2 separate regions of the Arabidopsis thaliana genome follow, and region 2 is linked to region 1. The links are chromatin contacts, called in public ChIA-PET maps. All regions are on one chromosome and are shown on one strand. The core of a region is the stretch at or near the end of the contact, and the rest is flanking DNA. Distances in the headings are between cores, read along the strand shown. Region 1 holds the start of SAUR21 (ARM repeat superfamily protein). Region 2 holds the start of AT5G01950 (Leucine-rich repeat protein kinase family protein).

What was found. ChIA-PET counts read pairs in DNA pulled down with a chosen protein or histone mark.
Region 2: an H3K4me3 ChIA-PET map of shoot shows a contact between it and region 1, with 17 read pairs. The contact joins the promoter of AT5G01950 here to the promoter of SAUR21 in region 1. A contact is called at or near these places in 2 of 26 Hi-C or Micro-C datasets (callus and root) and 1 of 2 datasets of contacts at active chromatin or transcription factors (shoot).

Annotation. Positions count from the first base shown.
Region 1 is chr5:316,813-322,833 of TAIR10.1, forward strand. It overlaps SAUR21 (ARM repeat superfamily protein), which reads left to right and starts at 3,537. Exons shown (of 1, transcript NM_120261.4): 1 at 3,537-6,021. The coding sequence starts at 4,171. AT5G00800 (a long non-coding RNA gene) reads left to right here and starts at 1,341. Exons shown (of 2, transcript NR_142435.1): 1 at 1,341-1,441; 2 at 1,518-1,663. It overlaps AT5G00795 (a long non-coding RNA gene), which reads right to left and starts at 1,594. Exons shown (of 1, transcript NR_142434.1): 1 at 1,341-1,594.
Region 2 is chr5:367,452-373,472 of TAIR10.1, forward strand. It overlaps AT5G01950 (Leucine-rich repeat protein kinase family protein), which reads right to left and starts at 2,844. Exons shown (of 20, transcript NM_120273.4): 1 at 2,444-2,844; 2 at 2,240-2,335; 3 at 1,834-2,086; 4 at 1,560-1,631; 5 at 1,382-1,453; 6 at 1,132-1,275; 7 at 968-1,039; 8 at 815-886; 9 at 663-737; 10 at 490-558; 11 at 344-412; 12 at 164-235; 13 at 1-69. The coding sequence starts at 2,081. AT5G01960 (RING/U-box superfamily protein) reads left to right here and starts at 2,788. Exons shown (of 9, transcript NM_120274.4): 1 at 2,788-3,269; 2 at 3,349-3,852; 3 at 3,939-4,015; 4 at 4,096-4,264; 5 at 4,421-4,509; 6 at 4,623-4,787; 7 at 4,865-4,942; 8 at 5,036-5,139; 9 at 5,219-5,518. The coding sequence starts at 3,360. The coding sequence ends at 5,324. AT5G01970 (heat-inducible transcription repressor) reads right to left here. Exons shown (of 6, transcript NM_120275.6): 5 at 5,950-6,021; 6 at 5,454-5,868. The coding sequence ends at 5,563.

The DNA of each region.
Region 1 (6,021 bases), core at 2,287-4,786:
GAGAAGGAGGAAGGAAAGAAGCTCGTTAAATAATTACGAAATCAAGGTTCTGTCAATAAAAATGGATGGTTATATAATTGCCCCTTTTCTTTCGTTGGTTCGAAAGGTTGCTCCAATCAAAATATCTACTGATTTTGAATACATTATTAATTGTTGACAAACAAAATAAAAGAATACATTATTAATTTAGCTTGTTACTTTTGGTCCCATGCAAGATTAATGTGACCATATAACCCATTTTTACGACAAAATTTAACGATATAATATATATGACCATAAATAACTTCTGAAGTAATTAACAAAAGAAAACATAAATAAAATGAATTAAAAAAATGGAATATACGAGGTCCATGTTAATATGTTATAAACACGTTTACAAAAAAAAAAAAAAAACGTAATGCAAGAATAAATGAAGGCTGCAGGAAGAAAAATAAAGGGCTTTCGTGCAGAAGAAAGAAACGTACGATAACATAACTGATATCTCCCGTAAGCATTGTCTTACGTTTATTAATGGTCTGGCGACTATATAATTTCCATTAATTCAACATCTAATTACAGTATTTGTCCGTCCACGATATGCATGTATTGATATTTGATATCGTAAAACCAGAATTCTTTTTTTTTTTTTTTTTTTTTGAATACCAGGAGGTTCTGGGTCGAAGCCCGTAATTCCTCAGACCCGAAACCACATCATGTAATATTAGTTTCGTTCCAAGCGTCACTCGAACCGACGATCTCTAAGCTTCGCCTAGGGTCTTTACTAATTGAGCTAACGACGCTTGATAACCAGAATTCTTTTGTTAAACTGTATTTCTGGTATACATAGATTTACATTCGTTTCATCATGAAGATTAATTACAAACACTTAACGGTCAAAACACACAACATTCTTTTTTTCTCGATCTTAATAGACACGCGTCTTATGTCTATACATATATTATTATCATTAGTGAGTATAGAAAAATCTGAAAATGTTCTCGCTTCTATTGCAGGAAGTAGTTTTTTGTATATATGATTCATATTCTCACGACAAGTTTAATGTTATTACAATTGCTTACCGACAAATTTATTAGTATTTCATAATATCGCATACGCAGACTAGAATAAGAACTAAGGGAAACGTCAGTCAGTAGCCAAAATTTTGTTTAAATAACGCGAGAAAACTGTTTCAAAGTTATACGCAGCTGATTAGGTAAGCAGAAACCTAAATAAAGATTAAAACAAATTAAATTCTGATGACATCGACGGTTTAAATTTTATGGTTAGGCTAAGTCAATTTTCTACAATTCGTAAATATTAACCACCTACTCCTATTAAATTTGGATAGCAAATATACGAATAAAGAAAGAAATGGACTCCGGCCATAGATTTTTCAATTCTTTGCGCCTCAGTCATAAAATCAATTCTTTATCTTAAGATTATTGATGGTAACTCGGTATGGTGAGAACGATCTCTTCCGAGTTCCGACAACATTTTCTCTAAATGGGTTTCTTTATTTGTTTTAATAGTAGGAGATTAGTTGATCAAGGACCACACATCCAAGGTCCAAAAAGGAGAGCCCGCATCAATTAAAGTATCCCATGGGGACACAGGGAACATGCATGGTTAGGTTTCTGCATATTCTCCGATCCATTCCTTGCTTTCGCTATTTACTTATTTCTCAACATTTATTGTTACAATTATTAATTATTCATTTATTTGTATCTTTTAACGTGTGCCAAGTAAATTGATTTTGTGTCCAGGTTCAAGTGCAAGAAATACTAGTATAAAACTAAATAATGCTTATATCATATGTTTGGTCTGACGATACCTTGATGGTGAAATCTCTTCGATATCTGGTTCTTATTATGAACCATTTTCATATATATTAAATAAAAATCAATACATATATACACGTTGAAGTAATTTTTATATGGACTTAAAGAATTGTGTCGAGTATGTGGAGTGAGTCAGCATAAGTCGGGATAATTTTGTCTGCTTCCTCGCAAATAATTAAACGGTGATGTGCATATTTAACTAACTAAATGTATGTTTTTTTATCATATAGTTTATGGGCATCGCGTAATATACAAATCAGATGACAACGCTGAAGGAGGCACTCATTGATCGTGAGATTGCTTACTGTTGACCAAAAAATAAGTGTTAGTGAATTAGAATAATCTTACGTAATGAAGTCCCCACATACGGTGATGTGAGTATATATGAATTGCAATAGATAATAAAGTAAATAGTCGAAGTTAATTATATACAACAACCAAAAAAAAATAACGCAAAGATAATTATATACTACATTTATGAAATTCCAGCAGAAACAAAAAAACATGGTTTCAACCTTCAACTGTTAAAATTATTGATTTAATCCTACAATTTCAGGTTCATTGATCCATCACTACTATTATCAAATGTTGATTCTGCACTAAAAAAAAAGATTATAAACCATTAACCCAAACTTTCCCTGGGTTGAAAAGATAAATAATGGAACAACGTGAATAATCTGTAGAAGTCCATGATGTAATCATTGATCAAACCCGATCACTACAGGCTTTTCAAACACGTTTAAGGTAGTAACAACAAATTAGTATTTTTTAAAAGATTAGACACAAATTGGCTCCGTTACACAGCCTATGAAGTATGAACAGTTCCAAGACATTTAGCTGCAGTATCAACAACACTAATTATATATCCTCGAAAAGCCCAATAAATGCTTCTATACATATTAAATGGCCCAAAGTTCTTTGTTCTTGTATATTATTAGCCCTCACGACGGAACTATTAATCAATTTAATCTCATAAGAAAGCCCAAATGTATTCCCTTTATTTTATTGGCCCAAATGCTTTGCTATTTATTTTTTTGGGTCCGAGATAGAATTCAATAAACTATTTGTGTTATAATAATTATTCAGCCTAGTGTTGGATTTAGACCCAAAACAAAAATAACATCATCCCTACCAAAAATCATAAACTTAGAATAAGAAATTCAATGTTCCCATGTCCAATAGTTTTAATAAAAACGTATAAGATGTGAGTTGATCGATATAAAAAAGCAATATAGATATTGGAACTTTGTAGACATTATTACAATAATTAATCCAATTTTTTAAGTCTGTACATCAAGGCATTGCGTATGAGTGGTGCCATTGCAATCCATATAAGCTACATTCTATTGTTTCTCAATTTTCAACTATTTAAATAGATACCCAATAGCCATTATATTAAATTGACACTGAGAAGTGCGTGATGATTCTTGATTTGTTATGTGGATCTTTTCTTTGGTTGACAACAACAACAAGAAAAAAAAAAATTTAAACAATAATTTTTTTGTGTAAAATTTTAAAAATGCAAACATCTCATAATTTGCTTTAAAGGGAAACTACTCGTTTAAAATAAAAGGAAAGGTAACTTTGGTAATGGAAACATTTTGTTATATAATTTGAGAAATACTACTAGTATTCAATAATTCACCGGAAAGTGGAGAGAGCCAGCAGAGCAGATTCAATTATAAATTATGAAAAAATTAGAATGATTAGTTATGTGAGTATATATAATTTAAATATATTGAAAAAGAGAAGACGAGATCAATTCTCTCTAACAAACTTGTACCAACTGTTGCATTCTTATGTCACCAAAACGAAGACCTTATCTTCATTCTTACATTTCTTATATATTGTAATCAGTGTTGCTCGACAACTCACGAGGCGTGTAGGCGTGTGTTATTCTAAAAAACTGTAGTTATGGAAGAAAATCCAAAGCAGTCATTAGATAAAACTGGTTTTAGATTAAAACTAAGCTAAGTTATGGCCTATGGGTTAGTTGTGAAATAAAAATTGGGTTTGGTCTAATTTCGGCCAAAAAAACATTACCATAAGAGAAAAAGTCAAAAGAGAAGGGAATGTTTGACCTCTCGCCTCTCGTGCTCCTCTGTAAGGCGGCTTTGTCCTCTCTGCGACTGACTGACTTCTTCTGACGGCTCCGTCCACCGTCGTCTCTTCTTCCGTTACGACTTTTTCTTCCAATTAAATAACTTTAACCAAAGGAAAATTTGAAACGCCAGCTCCTCTCTCCGTGTAACAAACCAACAACTACAACCAACAAGAGCTTAGAGCTCTCTTTCTTTCTTTCTTCTTCCTTTTCTCTTTTCCATTCCTAAACAAAAGTCTTTCTTCCTCATCAATGGCTGTTACTCTTGATTCTCCTTCTCCGGCGAGAAAACGTCGCCCTTTGGTCGTCGGGTCATTCGAATCTCCGAAGCTTTCTTCAGATACCAAACTGACTCGGTCTCTGTTTCTGGCGTCTCATGAGATTTCTTCTATGCAGCCTCTCCCATTCATTCTCCGACGCAATTCTCTCTCCCTCATTCGCAAAGTGAAGATATTAGCTTCCGTCTTCGATGAGCTTCTTCTCCCTCGTTCCCAACTTGTCGTCTACTCTCAATCCGCTCATCTCTGCTTCGAAGAAATGCAAATCGTTATGCAACGTATCAAGTCTTTGATCGATGACTGTTCTCGTGTTAGCAAACTCTGGCTACTCTTGCAGATCGACATCGTTGCCTTCAACTTTCACGAGCTTGTCACCGATTTATCCACCGTTCTTGATATTTTACCGCTCCATGACTTTGACCTCAGCGACGACGCCCAAGATCTCATCTCTCTCCTTACAAAACAATGCTCCGATTCTGTTCAGTTCGTCGACGCCCGCGACGTTGCTCTCCGTCGTAAAGTCACCGATACAATCGCCGGGATCAAGCACCAGATCTCACCGGATCACTCTACTCTCATCAAGATTTTCAACGACCTTGGTTTATCCGATTCTGCTAGTTTGACCGACGAAATTCAGAGATTGGAAGACGAGATTCAGGATCAGATCGACGACAGATCCAAATCCGCAGCCGCCTCTCTTATCGGACTCGTCCGTTACTCTAAGTGCGTCTTATACGGTCCCTCCACGCCGGCTCCAGATTTCCGCCGCCACCAATCCTTATCTGACGCTAACATCCCCGCGGATTTCCGGTGTCCGATCACCCTCGAGCTGATGCGGGATCCGGTGGTGGTTGCCACCGGTCAAACATACGATAGAGAGTCCATCGATCTTTGGATCCAATCGGGGCATAACACGTGTCCGAAAACAGGTCAAGTCCTCAAACACACCAGCCTCGTACCTAACCGTGCCTTGAAGAACCTCATCGTTTTGTGGTGCCGCGATCAGAAGATACCGTTCGAATTATACGGTGACGGCGGCGGAGAACCTGCGCCGTGCAAGGAGGCGGTGGAGTTTACGAAGATGATGGTTTCGTTTCTCATCGAGAAGCTCTCCGTGGCAGATTCTAACGGTGTCGTGTTCGAGCTCCGGGCGCTCGCAAAGTCAGATACTGTGGCCCGAGCCTGCATAGCCGAGGCTGGAGCCATACCCAAGCTGGTTCGTTATCTAGCCACAGAGTGCCCGAGCCTTCAGATAAACGCCGTTACGACGATCCTAAACCTATCCATCCTGGAACAGAACAAAACGAGGATCATGGAAACTGACGGAGCTTTAAACGGCGTCATCGAGGTTCTTCGTTCGGGTGCCACGTGGGAGGCTAAGGCTAACGCAGCCGCGACATTGTTCAGTTTGGCGGGCGTCTCGGCATACAGAAGAAGACTCGGGAGAAAAGCACGTGTCGTAAGCGGATTGGTTGACTTGGCTAAGCAGGGCCCCACCAGCTCTAAGAGAGACGCGCTCGTGGCGATCCTAAACCTGGTGGCTGAGAGAGAGAACGTGGGGAGGTTCGTTGAGGCTGGGGTAATGGGAGCCGCAGGAGATGCATTCCAGGAGCTACCGGAGGAAGCGGTGGCTGTCGTGGAGGCGGTGGTCAGGAGGGGAGGACTCATGGCGGTTTCTGCCGCTTTCAGTTTGATTCGACTTTTGGGGGAGGTGATGAGAGAAGGAGCGGATACCACAAGGGAGAGTGCGGCGGCAACGCTGGTCACGATGTGTCGGAAAGGAGGGTCGGAGCTAGTGGCGGAGATGGCGGCTATTCCAGGGATA
Region 2 (6,021 bases), core at 1,594-4,093, 50 kb after region 1:
TTCGGAAAAGAGATATTCTTCCAAAGGGAATCAGGGACAGATCCAGATAACATATTGTTTTTCAGCAATCTGCAGAAGATGAGATTTTTATTTGCTAAGTCAACATTGCTACTCACAAGCTTATTCATTTTGGATATAAAGAAACATAAACATAAAAACTTACAGCATCTGAAGTAAAGGGAGATCTGAGAAGCTCTGCGGGATGGATCCGTTAAGTATGTTGTTTGATAAATTACTGTAAATTAACCAGTACAAAACCCAAAGCAGTAAGGTGTACGTCTAAACGCAATTGAAAGTCGGTTAAGAATAAAGGAAACATAAATAACAACTGTAAAAAGCATACATGGTTGTCACATCCTTAGAAAAATTAGAGGAAGGTATAGGTCCTGTGAGTTCATTCCAGCTAAGATCCCTGTAGCGAACAAGAAGCACAAACACATTCACAACACTGGAAAGAGAATACATGCATTGAGATTGATCAGAACTTACAAGTATTTGAGATGACGTATCTTGCTAAAATCAGGAAGTGCCCCTTTCAAACTACAATTTCTAAGACTCCTGTAAGTACAAAAAGACGAACAAACATAATAAGTTCTCTCTATAATCTTCTAAATGAAACAATCAAACAAGGACTTTAAAGATAACAGTGGCCTGAAACTTACAGCTTTAGAATATTCGAAAAGTTTCCATAGGAAGCTGGGATATCGGATCCACTGAAGTTGTTATTATCAAGTTGCCTGAAATTGAGGACAATAACCATAAATCAAACAAATTACTTGTAGAACGAGGTAAAACACACAATCGAGAAACATACAGGATTTGCAGGTTTGGCAATGCAGAGAGTTGTGGTGGAAGATTTCCAGATAATTTATTGTTGTCTAGCAGCCTGTAAAATTAGTTTGACCCCTTTAACCATCATGATGTAACAAATCATGGGAACAGTGGCAACATCGTGGCAATGACTCACACATGAAAGATGTTAGTAAGATTGGAAAGCTCAACTGGAATCTGGCCGGTCAACGAATTATTGTTGAAGTGACTGTACAAGGCCAAAAGAAAAATATATGAGATGATATTGAAAAAGCTGCGTCTCAGTTTGATATCACTGTCTGGCTTGATGTTCAGACTCACAGATGTTTCACTTTTTTCAAGTTGGAAAAGGACTTTGGTATTGGTCCTGTGATGTTATTCTCATCTATCTGGAACCTGTTCAAGTTCGAAAGATACCCGAGTTCGCTTGGTAAAGTCCCTGAAAGTTTGTTTCCATTCAGCAGCCTGCCCACAGGTTACAGAATCAGAAGATAAAGAAAAGGAACACACATGCTTATAAAAAATTGTTCCATCTAGAGCAATGATTATTTATCAGGTAGGTCCAACTTACAAGAGTACCAGGGATGATATCTGTCCTATCTCGTTTGGAATTGAACCACTTATATTATTCCACATGAAATCTCTTCATAGATGCCACACGAAAGAAATATTAGACAGTCAGTAGTGTAACCAAAATATAGGGCGTTCCAAAATAAACACTTTGCAAAGCTTTACATGTTGAAACTTACAATATTTCGAGATGAGCTAATTTTTGGAGCTCTGGTGACAAAGTCCCGGAGAGATTCATATTCATCAGCAGGCTGCTTGGCAATAAAAGGAAGGATCAGGGAAGGAATATCTGGTCATGTAAGCAACTGTTCCGAGAAAAGAGAAAAAAAAAAGACAACTGAACCAGCTTCTCCCAAAAGTAAAGCCTTTTAGTTAACTCCAGCATATATACAAGCAGACTAACAGCGAAAGCAAGAAGGTACATAAGAAGAAAAAAAAGAAGCAAATTCATACAGTTCTCGGACATGCAGGTAGTCGTCAGTACCAATCTCATTAAAGCAGATAACTCCAGTCCAATTTGATCTGCAAGGGTCGCCTCTATTCCAGTTTCTCAAATAATCTTTAGGGTCAAGTAGACTTCTTTTAACAGATCGTAAAGCAGTGACTTCTGAAGGGTGGGTTCTTTGAGCATCGGCAAGCAGAAGGACGCAACAACAGGCAACAAGGAGCGCATGTAGATAGAGTCTTTGAGGGAACACCATGGTGCCTTTGGAAAGCGTAACAGCGTAAGAAGCAGATAAATATAGACTGAGACCAAATATCCAAGCGCACAAGGAGCTCGTATTTAAGACAGAAATAGACACAGCAGGTCTAAAATTCAACCCCACGCAATTCAATAGCTCAAAGACAAGATCATTACCTCACTATTGAGATCAGCAATACTAGTACTAGTTCCCTAAGAGAATTTTCCAAAAAGGCAAGCGGATAAGAGAAAGCTTCTGGGATGGCAAAATCCCTGAAACGGGCGAGAGAAGTCAAAATATGCAGACGGCAATGCAGATCAAATCAAAACATCGGGAAAATGATGCAATTAATCGAGAGAGAAAAGGGGGGAAGAAATGACCTTGATGGGTGTTTGCTAGGTTTGATCTTGACTTGTCTGCCATTTTAAAAAGCTTAAACCTTCTTCCGTGGTCATAATTCGGAACTGGGTTGACTCTACCTACCTGCTCCACAAGTACCCTCGTGTGTGTGAGCCTTTTTGACCAATAGTAAAGTAGAAAGTAGAAAGAAAGAAACCCCTTTAGCCATTAGCCTGCATTTATTAGTATCAGCAACCCAACATTGACGGCGTTTCGAGACGCGCTCTTGTCCCTTTCTTCTCATGTCAGTCAACTTCTTTCTTTCTTCTCAGTCAGAGTCTCAGAGAGAGAGAGAGATATTTTATTCCTCCCCAATGGCTGGGGGCTGTAGTCACGCATGTTATTTTAGTAGGCTTGCATTAAAGCCCATTTAGGTTATAAGGCCCATAATGTATTTAATAGGCTGCCCATTTAGAGAAGACTGTCGTCGCTTCCTTTAAGTCAACCAACCCTTTGGATTAAATCCACAATGCAATTCGTCCAACTAAAAAACTCTCAACCGTTGATTTGATTCACACACAGACGAGACAAGACAATTCCGTCCCCTCTCTCTCTCTCTTTCCGCAGCTCGCCGGATCTCCTTTGTCTTCTTCCCCTGGGTTCCGTTTAGCTCAATCCCTTTTTAGGAAAGACTCCGTGGCTCGATCCTAGTCTTGGCGATCGCCTCTACCCTTTTTGACTCTATTCTTCTTCTTCTTCATTCATTTCCCCTCTTATTCATTGCCTTTAGGGTTTCTTACACGATATGAGCTAAATACGATTTTGATTTCACCCTAAGCTTTCTTCTATTGCTTCTCGTCGTTGCAGGTACTCTTTTTTTTTGTTTTTTGGAAAACGCGTTTTCTTTCCACCACTGTTAGCTAATCATCTTCATATATGCTTTTAGGGTTTTCTTAAATGGAAACGCCCGGCGCCAGTCATGATTCATTTAGGGGTTCTCCTCGTAGAAACTCCATCCTCTCTGCTTCTAACATCATCCAGGCCCCTATTTCTACCTTGTTAGAGTATTCGGGTCTCTTTCGAGCTAGGCCAAGTCCTAGTCATGAGGCTGAGACGCTTGTTAGTGATGATTCTTCAGGACTCTCCAATGGGGAGGTTGCCATTAGGATCATTGGCAACACCGAGCAGGATGCTGAAACTGATACCAATGCTCTGAGGGAACCCGGACACTCTGAACTCTTGGGTTCTTCTGCTACTCAGGTTGATCCCATGGGAGGTGCTTCAGAAGGTGCCTCTCAGGCTGCTCCAGGTGATCCTGCTGCTGGAGACGCCGCTTCCCGGGATTCGCCTTACCAAAGATATGATATTCAGCAGGCTGCACGCTGGATTGAGCAAATTCTTCCCTTTTCTTTGCTTCTGTTGGTTGTTTTTATCCGCCAGCATTTGCAGGGTACTATTTCATATCTCTCTCTCTCGTGTCTTTTCTGATGATTTCCTCCTGCTATTTGACTTTTCCTCCTGCTATCTCTCTCTCAGGGTTCTTTGTCGCCATTTGGATTGCTGCTGTCATGTTCAAGTCAAATGATATTCTCAAGAAGCAAACAGCTTTGAAGGTTTTCTTTTGCTTTTACTTGTTTCTTTTCCCATTCAATGTTCAAATGGGTCAGTCTTAAGTCTCTTTTAATGATTTCAGGGTGAGAGGCATATCTCGGCATTAATTGGAATCTCTGTAGCATTTACGGCCCATGTTGTTGGTGTTTATTGGTGGTTTCGGAAGGATGACCTCTTGTATCCCTTAATCATGCTGCCTCCAAAGTCCATACCACCTTTCTGGCATGCCATTTTTATCATAGTGGTGAATGGTCTGTACTTTCTCTCCTATATTTGGTTTCCCTTGCTTTAACGAGTCCACTTTCATCAGCTAACAGTTCATCAGCTATGCAGTATTCCCAATATGATTCGTTGTAGTATCCTGTTGGATCATTTGGTGCTTACTCACTTGTCCCTATATTCCTCAGATACACTTGTCCGGCAGGCCTCAATGATTTTCAAGTGTTTTTTGTTGATGTACTACAAAAACAGTAGGGGTCGGAATTATCGTAAACAGGTGATGTAGAAAAATATTCTTCTCTGTCCCCTTTAGCTGTATTCAGTTTCATTTGGCATGGCTCACTGTGGCGTCTCTGGGATACATAATTTGGTTATTCACTTCCAATGCAGGGTCAATTGCTAACTTTGGTTGAATATTTCATGCTTCTGTATCGCTCTTTACTGCCTACCCCTGTATGGTACCGTTTCTTTTTGAACAAGGATTATGGAAGCCTCTTCTCCTCTCTTATGACGGGATTGTATCTTACATTCAAGCTCACTTCAGTAGTTGAGAAGGTAGGTGGCTTTCTAGAATTATTGGACCTCCCTTTTTTTTTTTGTGGAAGCTAAGGGAAATTGGCAATGAGATTCAGGTTCAATCCTTCTTTACGGCATTGAAGGCTTTGTCACGTAAAGAGGTGCACTACGGATCATATGCAACTACAGAGCAGGTACAATTTAACTCCTTGCAGATTCGAATCTACCTTATGCCTCTTAAGGTTTAAGCCCACATGAGCAAAGAAGTGTCTTTCTAATGTGTGCAGGTAAATGCAGCAGGCGACCTGTGTGCCATCTGCCAGGAGAAGATGCACACCCCAATTCTTCTTCGCTGCAAACACATGTTTTGCGAAGATTGCGTTTCAGAGTGGTGAGGTGTTTTTGCATATAGCAATTATCTTTGTGTATGAATATCTTGATGTTGAAAGAATGTGATTATGACTGGGCAGGTTTGAGAGAGAGAGGACGTGTCCTTTGTGCAGGGCCTTGGTCAAACCAGCAGATCTGAAATCATTCGGTGATGGATCCACCAGCCTCTTCTTCCAGATTTTCTGATTAAAACACATATACAAGACTGCAAAGTAAAAAAGACCCTCTAGACTCACTTGCTCACTCGATAGTTTTCTTAGAGAGTATTTCTATACAATGCCATTCAAGCTGTGAAAGAAACCACTGATGCCTTGGAAGATGTTCATACTATGTCATTTGTTAATATGAATGAAATCGCCTTTTATATTCCGTTGCAAAAAACAATCTGATTTCATTCAAGAAGAAATAATTAATAATAATGAATTCAAGAAACTGAAACCACACTTGCACACACAGAGCTCTCTTCAGCAACCACAAGCATCTCTTTAATCATCTCTTGACTAGGAGGAGACTGTGAACGGTCAGCGGGTGAAGAAGTCATCAACGTCGATACGAAAGGGGAAACTTGTGTCACCTCTTCACTGCCCTCGTCTATGTACACAACGTCCTGCATCGTAAGCTGGTGGTATTCAACTATCTCCCTCAAGAACCGGTTTTCCCTCGCATACACAGAATTTTCATGAGCCAACCGTGCTTTCTCTGCCAGTAGGCTCTCCAGCTGGAGTCGAATCTGATACAACAGCATCCACACCGAGTTGTTAGATGGAATGCAACACACAAATTAGAACATGAGCTCAGTCAAAAGATTTACCAAATCTTCGTCTGCAGGGTTGCTTCCTTTCTCACGGTGGCTCTCTCTCAGATGTTTGTTCTCTTCCTCAAG